Regions from separate parts of the Mus musculus genome. Here region 1 is linked to region 2. Evidence: chromatin contacts called from public promoter capture Hi-C data. All regions are on one chromosome and are shown on one strand. Each heading gives the region's core, a stretch centred on a gene start, on an enhancer-like site or on the middle of the called end of the contact. The rest is flanking DNA. Distances are from core to core; before and after follow the strand shown. Region 1 holds the start of Pgam5 (phosphoglycerate mutase family member 5). Region 2 holds the start of Idua (iduronidase, alpha-L).

The links. Capture Hi-C pulls out chosen DNA fragments and counts their contacts.
Region 1: a contact with region 2 is called in a promoter capture Hi-C map of liver, with 4 times the contacts expected there. The contact joins the promoter of Pgam5 here to the promoter of Idua in region 2. A contact is called at or near these places in 1 of 39 promoter capture datasets (pre-B cells), 2 of 115 datasets of contacts at active chromatin or transcription factors (astrocytes and kidney) and 1 of 9 other capture datasets (liver).

What each region holds. Positions count from the first base shown.
Region 1 is chr5:110,268,424-110,273,239 of GRCm38.p6, forward strand. Pgam5 (phosphoglycerate mutase family member 5) reads right to left here and starts at 1,476. Exons shown (of 6, transcript NM_001163538.1): 1 at 1,229-1,476. The coding sequence starts at 1,416.
Region 2 is chr5:108,657,393-108,662,106 of GRCm38.p6, forward strand. It overlaps Idua (iduronidase, alpha-L), which reads left to right and starts at 2,939. Exons shown (of 15, transcript NM_008325.4): 1 at 2,939-3,106. It overlaps Dgkq (diacylglycerol kinase, theta), which reads right to left and starts at 3,438. Exons shown (of 23, transcript NM_199011.2): 1 at 3,051-3,438; 2 at 814-893. The coding sequence starts at 3,303.

The DNA of each region.
Region 1 (4,816 bases), core at 226-2,725, 1.6 Mb after region 2:
ATTATCATGAACATCCACAGAGTTTGATATGTTCAGGGATCATGGACCCAATCCCCCACCATACAGAGGGATTACTATAATTAATTTTAAATCAAATAAAAATAGAGCTCTTTTCTAAGTCACACTAAACACACTTTAAGTGTTGAGCAGTCACTGGGGTAGTGGCCATCACAATGTTGAGGACTGTAGTTAGTGGAGTGGACGTAGGAGCCGAAGAAACTGAAGCTACTCAGTTAAATGTAGGAGGCAGGAATAGGACAAGTCAGAGCTGCCCAAATTAACACAATGGTGGAAGAGGAAGGTCTGGAAAGGGTGGTGGTGGCGGCTCAAGCATGATCTGAGCAGGCTAACCTGGGGTGTTAGTCCCATATACAGACCAGGCCAAAGTCTTGCTGCAGCTACAGGGCCGTGTGTGGGGCTGGACCAGACAAAATTTGGAGACGACTGTCAGAGAGGAAGGCATACCAGAAAGAAACCAAGTGGATATGCCCCTTTTAGTCCCTTCCGGCACTTGTTGATCCATCTGTCATGCATCCTTCCCCACCTAACAAGGCCACTGTACCAATCCATCCACGTAAGCAGACACAGCAAGCAAATATGAAACATTTAAAATCAGGTCATTTCTTTTTTCTTTCTTTCTTTTTTTTTTTTTTTTTTTTTTGAGACAAGGTGTTTCTATATAGCCCAGAATTCAGAGTTCTGCCTGCCTCTGACTCCCAGTGCTGGGATTAAAGCTGCATGCCACTCGCTATACATGCCACTGTACCCGGCTTCCATGGGTAACCCAACCCTTGGCTCTACTTCACGCACGGGTTCTCTGGCCTCTGAAGGGATAGCATGCTTGCAGTCCCAATCTTCCCCAAGCTGCAGGAGGAGAATTTGTGAGGCAAACCTGGCTGTCTATCAAGACCCTGACTCTGAGTAAGACTTAATCCTTTGGAATTTCAGGCCCACAGAGGATGGTGGTCCTGGGACAAAGACCTGGTGCACTGTCTCTGAACAAGGACTCTTCGAGTATGGGGTCCGGGCGGTTAGAGGTCCCTCAGAGAGACGGGTGGCCCAGGCGCGAAGACCTTCGGGAGGTGCGCCATCCAGGCACTGCCACCGATTCACACAAACTCAAGACCCACTAGCACGCAGCGTCCCCTTCCCTTCAGAGCACCGATCTCCGCCATCCCGGGATGGAGGTGAGGAAGCAGGGCCGAGCCCAAACCTCCCGTCCCCGCACCTGTCCCAGTTGGTGTCCCAGACGCCGCGCCCGGCTCGCGCTCCTGTCCAGGCCGGCGGCTCGGTCGCGCGCGTGTCTGCATCCCCGCCACCTCGCGGCTTCCCTACCGCGACCGCCGAGAAGAGAACAGCGGCCGAGCCACCGGCCAGACCACAGGCCGCCAGCTGAAGCGCCTGCCGGAAAGCCATGCCGCAAATCGCGCGACCTGACGGCGGGACGCCAGGAGCAGACTTCCGCTTCCGGCTGGTGGAAGTCCCGCCCCTTCCCCCCCCCCCGACGAATCAGGAAACGCGGCCCAGGGCGCCACCTGCCGGTGGTCGCAGGGTAGCAGGCGCAGATGCCTGCCCTTTAGTGGGTGGAAATCAGGCACTGGGGTTTATTTATTTATTTTATTTTATTTTTTTGGTTTTTCGAGACAGGGTTTCTCAGTGTAGCCCTGGCTGTCCTGGAACTCACTCTGTAGACCAGGCTGGCCTCGAACTCAGAAATCTGCCTGCAGGCACTGGGTTTATATGAATTGAAAAACCTCAAGTTTGGCACTTCAATTTGAAGTTTTTATGTTTTCATTTGTAATCTTTAAGTGTATGCATACTCTCAACTTTCACCTCCTGAATTCTTTCCATTTTTTTCCCTAAGAACCTTCTTCATTCAACTATCAACCCTCCATTCCCCACCCCTAGTCCCTGGCACCTACCATCGCGCCTCCAAGTTTTACCGCTCTAGTTGCTTTTGACCAATTGACCGGGTCCTTCTGTGTAGGAAAGGTGTCCACCTGCTCTTCCAGGGCCATTGTACCCAAGGCCTAGGGACTAGACTGGCAGGCCCACGGACTTACAGCTCCAGGCTTGGGCTTTAACTACCAAGCGGCCCAGCACTTGGCAGCTGTTATAATTTTCATCTTTGAGCAACAATGAACAGCAGCAGGCATTTGGTAATATTACTGCTCCTGAATGAACCTCTAACCTCAGACATTCTCAGAACCCTTGGCCTTCCACAATGGCTAAGGCGGTCCTTTGGCTAGACAGCTCCCTAAAAGTCTTAGCAACAGGATCTGTTTTTTCCACAGCCTTCTTTCACCTCAGCTCTCTATTCTCTCTAGCCTCAGCCTTTTGGTGTTCCTAGCTCAGCCTACCCTACTATTGATAAAAATAAATTAAATTTTTTTTACAAAAACCCTCTAAGGCCTGACATACCAAAAAAAAAAAGGATACAGAGGCTGTATTTCACACTGACTGAAACGTGAGTTTCAGTCGGCTTATATATAAAGAGAAAAGGGTGTTATGGCAAGGGTCTTAGCCCCAATCCTGGCAGTCCTTCATGCACGTTTGAATCAATCGCAGGTTTTCTGCAGAGCCACCAAGGGAGAGCCTCCCCCTGGCCTGGATGAGACGATTGCAAGGTCATCAGAGTTCACTACCATGCTGTCTTGCTCAGTGTCGGTGGAGGCTGTCTGGACAGATCATGACTGGAGCAAGTCTTCCACGGAGGTTCTGGTGGCCCATATGACTGCAGAGGTGTCTGCCCAGTGAGCCCCAATATCTAAACTGGCTGCCAGGAGGGCAGTGTGGCTAGTTGTCCTTAAGAGGCTGCTTTCCTGACAGGACCTCAGCCAGGCACCAGAGCAGGACCTGTTAGATGCTTTAATCTTTCACAGGAAGCATCAATAGGGTGTGTGTAACAAAAATCTGTAACAAAATTACAGTATAGTTCTTTTTTTTTTATTTTATTTTGTTTTGTTTTTTTGAGACAGGGTTTCTCTGTGTAGCCCTGGCTGTCCTGGAACTCACTTTGTAGACCAGGCTGGCCTTGAACTCAGAAATCCGCCTGCCTCTGCCTCCCGAGTGCTGGGATCAATGGTGTGCGACACCACGCCCAGCTACAGAATAGTTCTTCTTTAACAGTGCTTCCTTACTGCCTCTTTGTCCCACAGGGATGTAGGTCTCCCTGATTTGTATTCTAGGTACCTTAAATTATTTGGACTCCCACAGTCTGTCCTCTTGGAACTAGGTGTCCTTTTCTGTGTCTTTCTTTCTTTTTCTTTTTCCTTCCTCTGAGATGGGGGTCCCATCATACTGTGTAGACTTGGATGCCTTGGGGCATGCTGTATAGACCAGACTGGCCTCAAACTCATAGAGATCCACCTGCCTCTGTCCCCTGAGTGATGGGGGAAAGGCCCTTGCCACCAAGCCTGGCTTACGTGGCTATTTTGAGCATTAAATTTGTAAACAAATAAATGTGTTGCTTCATCTCAGGAAACTGCTTCTGTTTCTGCACTCCTCTTTATCACTGCAAAGTAAGGGAAAAGGCGTAATGGACAGAATAAGCGGGAGGTACATGCAGAATTGTGACACCGTGTGACAGTGCAGTTGTAAGGACCACTTTATGGGTTTATATATAGATATTGGTAGACTGGGTACACAGGTCATTCGGTAGGGAGCTTGTTTAGCTTATGCAAAGCCCTGAATCCCATCCTCAGTATTGCCTAAATCAGGTATAGTGGAGCACATCTGTAATCCCAACAAATGAGAAGTGAAAATAGGAGATTCACAAGTTCAAGGGCATCCTTGGAGTTCAAGACTAGCCTGGAATACATAAGACCCTGTCTCAAAAAAGAGAGGGTGACTTGGGGGAGAATAGAGAGGTGGTTAAGAGCACTGGCTGCTCTTCCAGAGGTCTCAAGTTTATTTCCAGCACCAGTCTGTGACTCCAGTTCCAGGTGATCCAAAACCCTCTTCTGGCCTCTAAGGGCAGTGGACACACATGGTATACAGACATAATCTCAAGCAGACATAAAACAAAAATAAGTGAAATCTTTTAAAAATAAAGGAACTGTTGGCCATAGTATCTAGAGCTAAATATGAGGGAAAGATTATCGGCTTACCTACCAGAACAGCTCCCCGTTCATATAACCACTTGTAAACACAATGATAATGTCTGAGTGGAGGAGACTAGAAAAGTACATTCTGACTTTCTCTATACGTAGTTGTGTCAACCAATATGTAGGAAATGAGCTAAATGATGTGGGCTGGGATATGCCAGAAATATGAATTCACACCACTTTAAAGCAAAGAAGACAGACATGGTAAAGACATGCTTGTAAGTCCAGGACTTTAGAGGAAGACGAAGACGCAGGATATGGCTGACCATGATGACATACTCCTTTAATGCACATACTCTTGGGTCAAAGGCAGGGGGATCTCTGTGAATTCAAGGCCACCCTAATCTACACAGCAAATTCTAGGCCGGGCAGGATTGCCTAGTGAAAACTTTACTCAAAAAAATTAAAATTCCAATGTAAGACTTTATAAAAATTCCAGGTTACTGTTAACTACACAATGAGTTCAAGGCCAGCCAGGTAGTCCTGGTTACCTGATACCATGGCTCAACCAACCAACCAACCAACCAACAAACACCTGTATATACTTTAGTGACCTCACCATACTGGCCTATCACTGACATTTTGAGGCCACATGCTATGGTGGTAAAGTGTACTAGTGTTTTCAAACCCAACAACGTGAAAAGAAAAAAAAAATAGACATCAGAGACTACACCTGGACACCTGAATTTGGTTCCGCATTCGTGAAATGC
Region 2 (4,714 bases), core at 1,689-4,188:
TCTGCTCACTGTGGTGCCTCATCCCCTCACCCCCACTTACTCGTCTCCTCTCCTCCACCTGCTGGGAGGCAGGGCCCACCGACTAGTGCAGGCAAGTACAAGTTCAGAGCAGCTCAGCTATCAGCGATCATTTGTGGATGCAGCAGATGGGAAGTGAGGCCACCATGCTCACCTGTTTGAGCTGGGTCTGGCTATGCTGCTCTCACTGCTATCATTACTCACAGAAAGGAAGTCCCTCTACCTGCTAGGAGCCTCACTGCTCTCTCCAGAGCCCCGTGGAGGAAGGTCAATGGCCCAAACATGCTCCAACTCCAAGGCTCGGAGGCTTTTTACATAAACCTGTTATGTTACAACCTCTAGAGGATTATGTGCATCTGTCAGAGGCAATCCAGAGATTCCCCTGTGCTCTTTACATATTTTCCAGTGTTAATAACTTACACAACTAGTCAGTGTCATAGCCAGAACACTGAGAGTGCATGCAGTCCAAGCATAGTACCCAGACTCCAGGACTCCTCATTTGCCCTTTTGCAGCTACATCCTCTTCCTAACCTTGAACCTCTGATCTGTGTTCCTCTGGCTTCCTCATTCCGAGTGTTCCATAGACAAGAATGTGCCCTTGGACACTGACTTTTCTCAGTCTCTAGAAATCCACTCAAGGTGCTCAGCTCATCAATGGCTCCTTCCTTTTTGATTGTGAGCAGAATTCTGCCCTTTGCTCCCTAACCATGAGGTGGCTAAACTGAATAATGCAAAGGACAGCCAGAGGTCAGCCCTTAACCCCATGAAAGCCATATGTACTGCCCCCACACTCACCCGGACGAGGCTTGGTGCAATGCTTGTGCACGGGGTCTTCACCTGCTTCAGGCACTTCTCATGGGACATGAAGTTGCAGACTGCAGGGAAGAGATGTGCCAATCAGTCCACCTTGCTAAACACCATAACAGGGCTAAGAGTCCATCATAAAGAGGTCACTCAGCCAGAGCTGACTGGGGGAAGTTCTTGAGCTGAGCCAGTGAGCATGGTACCCATCCCTGTTTCATCCTGTGATCCTAGGCAGTAACACCATCCTCAGGAGCTGGATGCCATATTAGAACCATGGTGGAAGATGAGTGTGTTCTGCTGTCTTGGGAGTGGCCCAATCCCCTCACACTGCCTCAGTTCCCTTGTCTCTGGGGCCAACAGAGCAGAGAGCTGAGTCCCCAAAGACAGGGTGCACATAAACAAAACACACCTGGTTGGGGAGGGGGGCTTGTTTCCAGACCTCAGCACAGCAGAGCTTCAGCAGTGAAACAAACTTGGAGATGTACAAGAGGGGACAGAAAGCTGTGTGACATATCAGAGGCAGGGCAGGACAAGGGAGTGAGGGGCCTGGGCTGGGCTCCACAGGTGGGATACTGATGAGAGGCTGTAGAAATGAAGGGACATGGCTACTAAGTCAGCCTGAGAAGCCAGAGCCTATCCAGAGGGCCCCAGCTGCTGCTTCCCTCCTGCTGAGACCCCAGACACCTCATTCTTAGAAAGAGACAAAAGTTTTCCATGGGATGCTCTGCTTGAAGGATGCTAGGAGAAAAGCGGATGACTAAGTAATGACCTAACAGGAATCTTCCCAGGCTCTCAATTTTCTCCACCTCAAAAGGTCTTGCCAGCTGCCTTCCCTGTAGGCTGAGACCGTCTTATGTTCCTGCAGGTGGAAGGCTCCTGCCCATACCCTTGTGAGGACAGCTACAACAACGCTGCTTAGAAGGGGCTCTGCACCCTCTTCTGGGTAACAGAACCTTGGGCTGCTATACATGAGGAGTTTGCTTAGGTTTCCTGATTCCACAGACCTAGGCTCAGGGGTCAAATCTGTGAGGGGTTCCTTGGATTCAAATCCTACTTTCATTATCTCTCAGTTCTGCAGAGATCCTAGGTCTAGCCTCCTATCTGTGGGTTTGCCTCCACTACCTTTACCTTCCCAGAATAGACTTAGACTTCAAACTATGCCTTCTATGACTTTCAGCCATAAAGTGAGTCAGAGGACCATCCTGCCTAGGCCACCTTTGTACGGCCTGGGGCATAGCTTCAGATATGCAGCTAAGTCAGTGTATACCTCACAGCCTCCATCTCAGTGGGACTCTGATATTTTAAGAGGGCAGATAGGACAGAGAAAAACAGGTGACCACTCCTATGTCACTACTAGCCCTGAGATCCCATGACAACCTTGCCATCCTCACTAGCAGAAGACACGCCTCTGTGAGGAGCTATGGCCTCAGTGATCCTGCCCAGAGCACACTAGTGTTCCCCAAATAGGGCAGGTTCATTGCTCCCACCTTCGGACCCTGGTCAGGTGACACTGTCAAAGGCCCAGATGTCCCCCACAGATTTGGGTCTCAGCTTCTTGTGAAGCTGCCTCTTCACAAGAGTAAGAATAAAAAGAGGGGCAGTCATGGAATTACCTGGAGAGCTGAGAAAGAGGTGCCATCCTCTGTCCTGCCCAGCCGGCTTGGCAGCTGGGTGGGAGCTGTGCTGGGACATGCCACAACTGTAAAGAAGGCTGGGCCTAGCTCTCCAAGCAGTTGAGCCTGAACAGAGCAGCATTAAATCCCTCTGTGCATCAGCATGCACTCGGGACAAGAATGCCCAGGACCCACAGCCAGCCACTCCTGCTGCCCCAGTCACTGACACGGGTCACTAGTGGGAGCCCCATTGCCCCAAGTCTCAGTCTTACCTTCATATCTCTATGCCCAGGCCCAACAACTGCCTCAGCACACACCTTGCCTCTTACAGCGCCTTTGCATTACAACAACAGCACTGCACTATGGCGACTCGGTCTCCACCTCCCACTAGGAAATCCTGAGATCTCAGGTCAAGAGAGGCCAGACCCAGGGTACCCCTCCTTCCTGACCTTAAAAGCAGGGTGTCACCTCCATAGGAAAGTCCTACTCAAACCAGAGTCTGTCTCTGTGCCCACCCACTGCCAAGAGGGACAGGTCTCAAAGGTCAGGGCAGTGTCCCGGGAAGGAGGGCATCGGCTCCTGGGAGCGGCCTTAGGACGCGGGGTGGACTCTCACCATCGCACAGGAAGCCAGCCAGTCCCCAGATGAAGTCCGAGCAGAGGTGGCAGAAGGTAGGCTTGGTGAGTGTCACCTTGCGAAAGCTGTGGCCAGGTGCTGCGGAGCCAATAGCTCTGCTAGTCCGCTCCGGCCCTGACCCCGGGCGTGTGCGGCCCGAGATGCCCAGCACTGGACTGCCGGCCGGGCTGCCAAGACGTGGGGAACCACTGCCCGGCCAGGTCCGGGCACCGGGCTCGGCTGCCGCCGCCATCCACAACCCGAGCGCCCCAGCTCCAAGCGCACGATAAAGCCAGGTCCGCGGTGTAGAGAGGGCCCTCGGCAGAGCCCGCTCCCGGCTTCCGACTGCGCTACCTAACGCGCAGGCTCACGTGGGCGGGGCCAGACTGGAGAGGGCCTCCTGAGGGGCGGTGCCGTCCTGCCAAAGGCGGGGCCTCTGGACTAGACAGAGGGGCATGGTGGCCCAAGAGGATTTGTTCTGACCTCCAGCGCCAGATTCTCCACACAGGATACTAGATATATGAGGCCTTTGCTCGTATAAGCATAGGAGAAGCTATATGGAAACATTCAGTGGGACTTCCACAAGCTCCTTTAACCCCTAATTCTACGCGCGCGCGCGCGCGCGCACACACACACACACACACACCCTCACACACACCATGGCAAAACTTTCTCCCACTGTGTTCCCAGGTCTTTGAGTACCTGCATGCAAGGGAAGGCCATCCACAGTAACCATAGCTTTGTGTTGTCCAGACAATGCCTATGACTTTGGACCTAGGAGTCATTCTGCCTCTATTGTCAGCAGCCCTCAAGGGCCCTGCTTCTATAGGCCGACTCTGTTTTGGAGTTGGGGAAACACTACTGGAATGGTGATCCAAAAAGTTCCTGGCCTCTAGCCTATTCCCAGTAGCCACAGAGTGCATCAAGGGAAGGAAACAGCGACGAGAGAGCTCTGTGTGTATGAGGACATCCTGGTCTATCTAGTGAGTTCTAGGATAACTGAGGCTATGTAGAGAGGCTCTGTCTTTTAAAAAAATATATATTTATTTTATTTTATCAGTATGATTGATTTGCTTACATTTTGTCTGTGCCTGGTGTCAGAGGAGGTCAGAATAGAAAACTGGATTTCCTGGAACTGGAGTTACAGATGTTTTTGAGCTGCCATGAAGGTACTAGAAATAGATCTAGGGTCTTCTACAAAAAAACAAATGCTCTTAATCTCTGAGCCATCTCTTCAGTTTCCTTAGTAGTCTTCTTAACAAGTCCTGGAAGTTTCTAGTACAATCTAAACTAGGTCTAGAATGTTTTTTGTCTCTGAGACTTACTGTCAAATAAGCTCACCCTTTCTTATGCTTCATGAACTCTTGCTGGCTGCTCAACTCTGCTGATCTGGCTCAAATTCCTCTCCAAGCTGACTGATTCAGTATGGCTTCTCTCTCGGCCTCTGACTTTTTGCCCTGCTTGACCTCAAACTAACTCCAGCAATCTATTCTACTCTTCTAACTCCTTCTCATTCTCTGGCTCATTCTGTCTTTACCTATGCCTAAATTGTTCTCTCTGTAAAACTCTCCCAGTAAAATTGTTTGCTTGCTTGCTTGCTCTTCCCCTCTTCCTCTCTTCCTCTCCCCTCTCTCCTGCTCTCTCTTAAATAGCTTTCCTTTCCT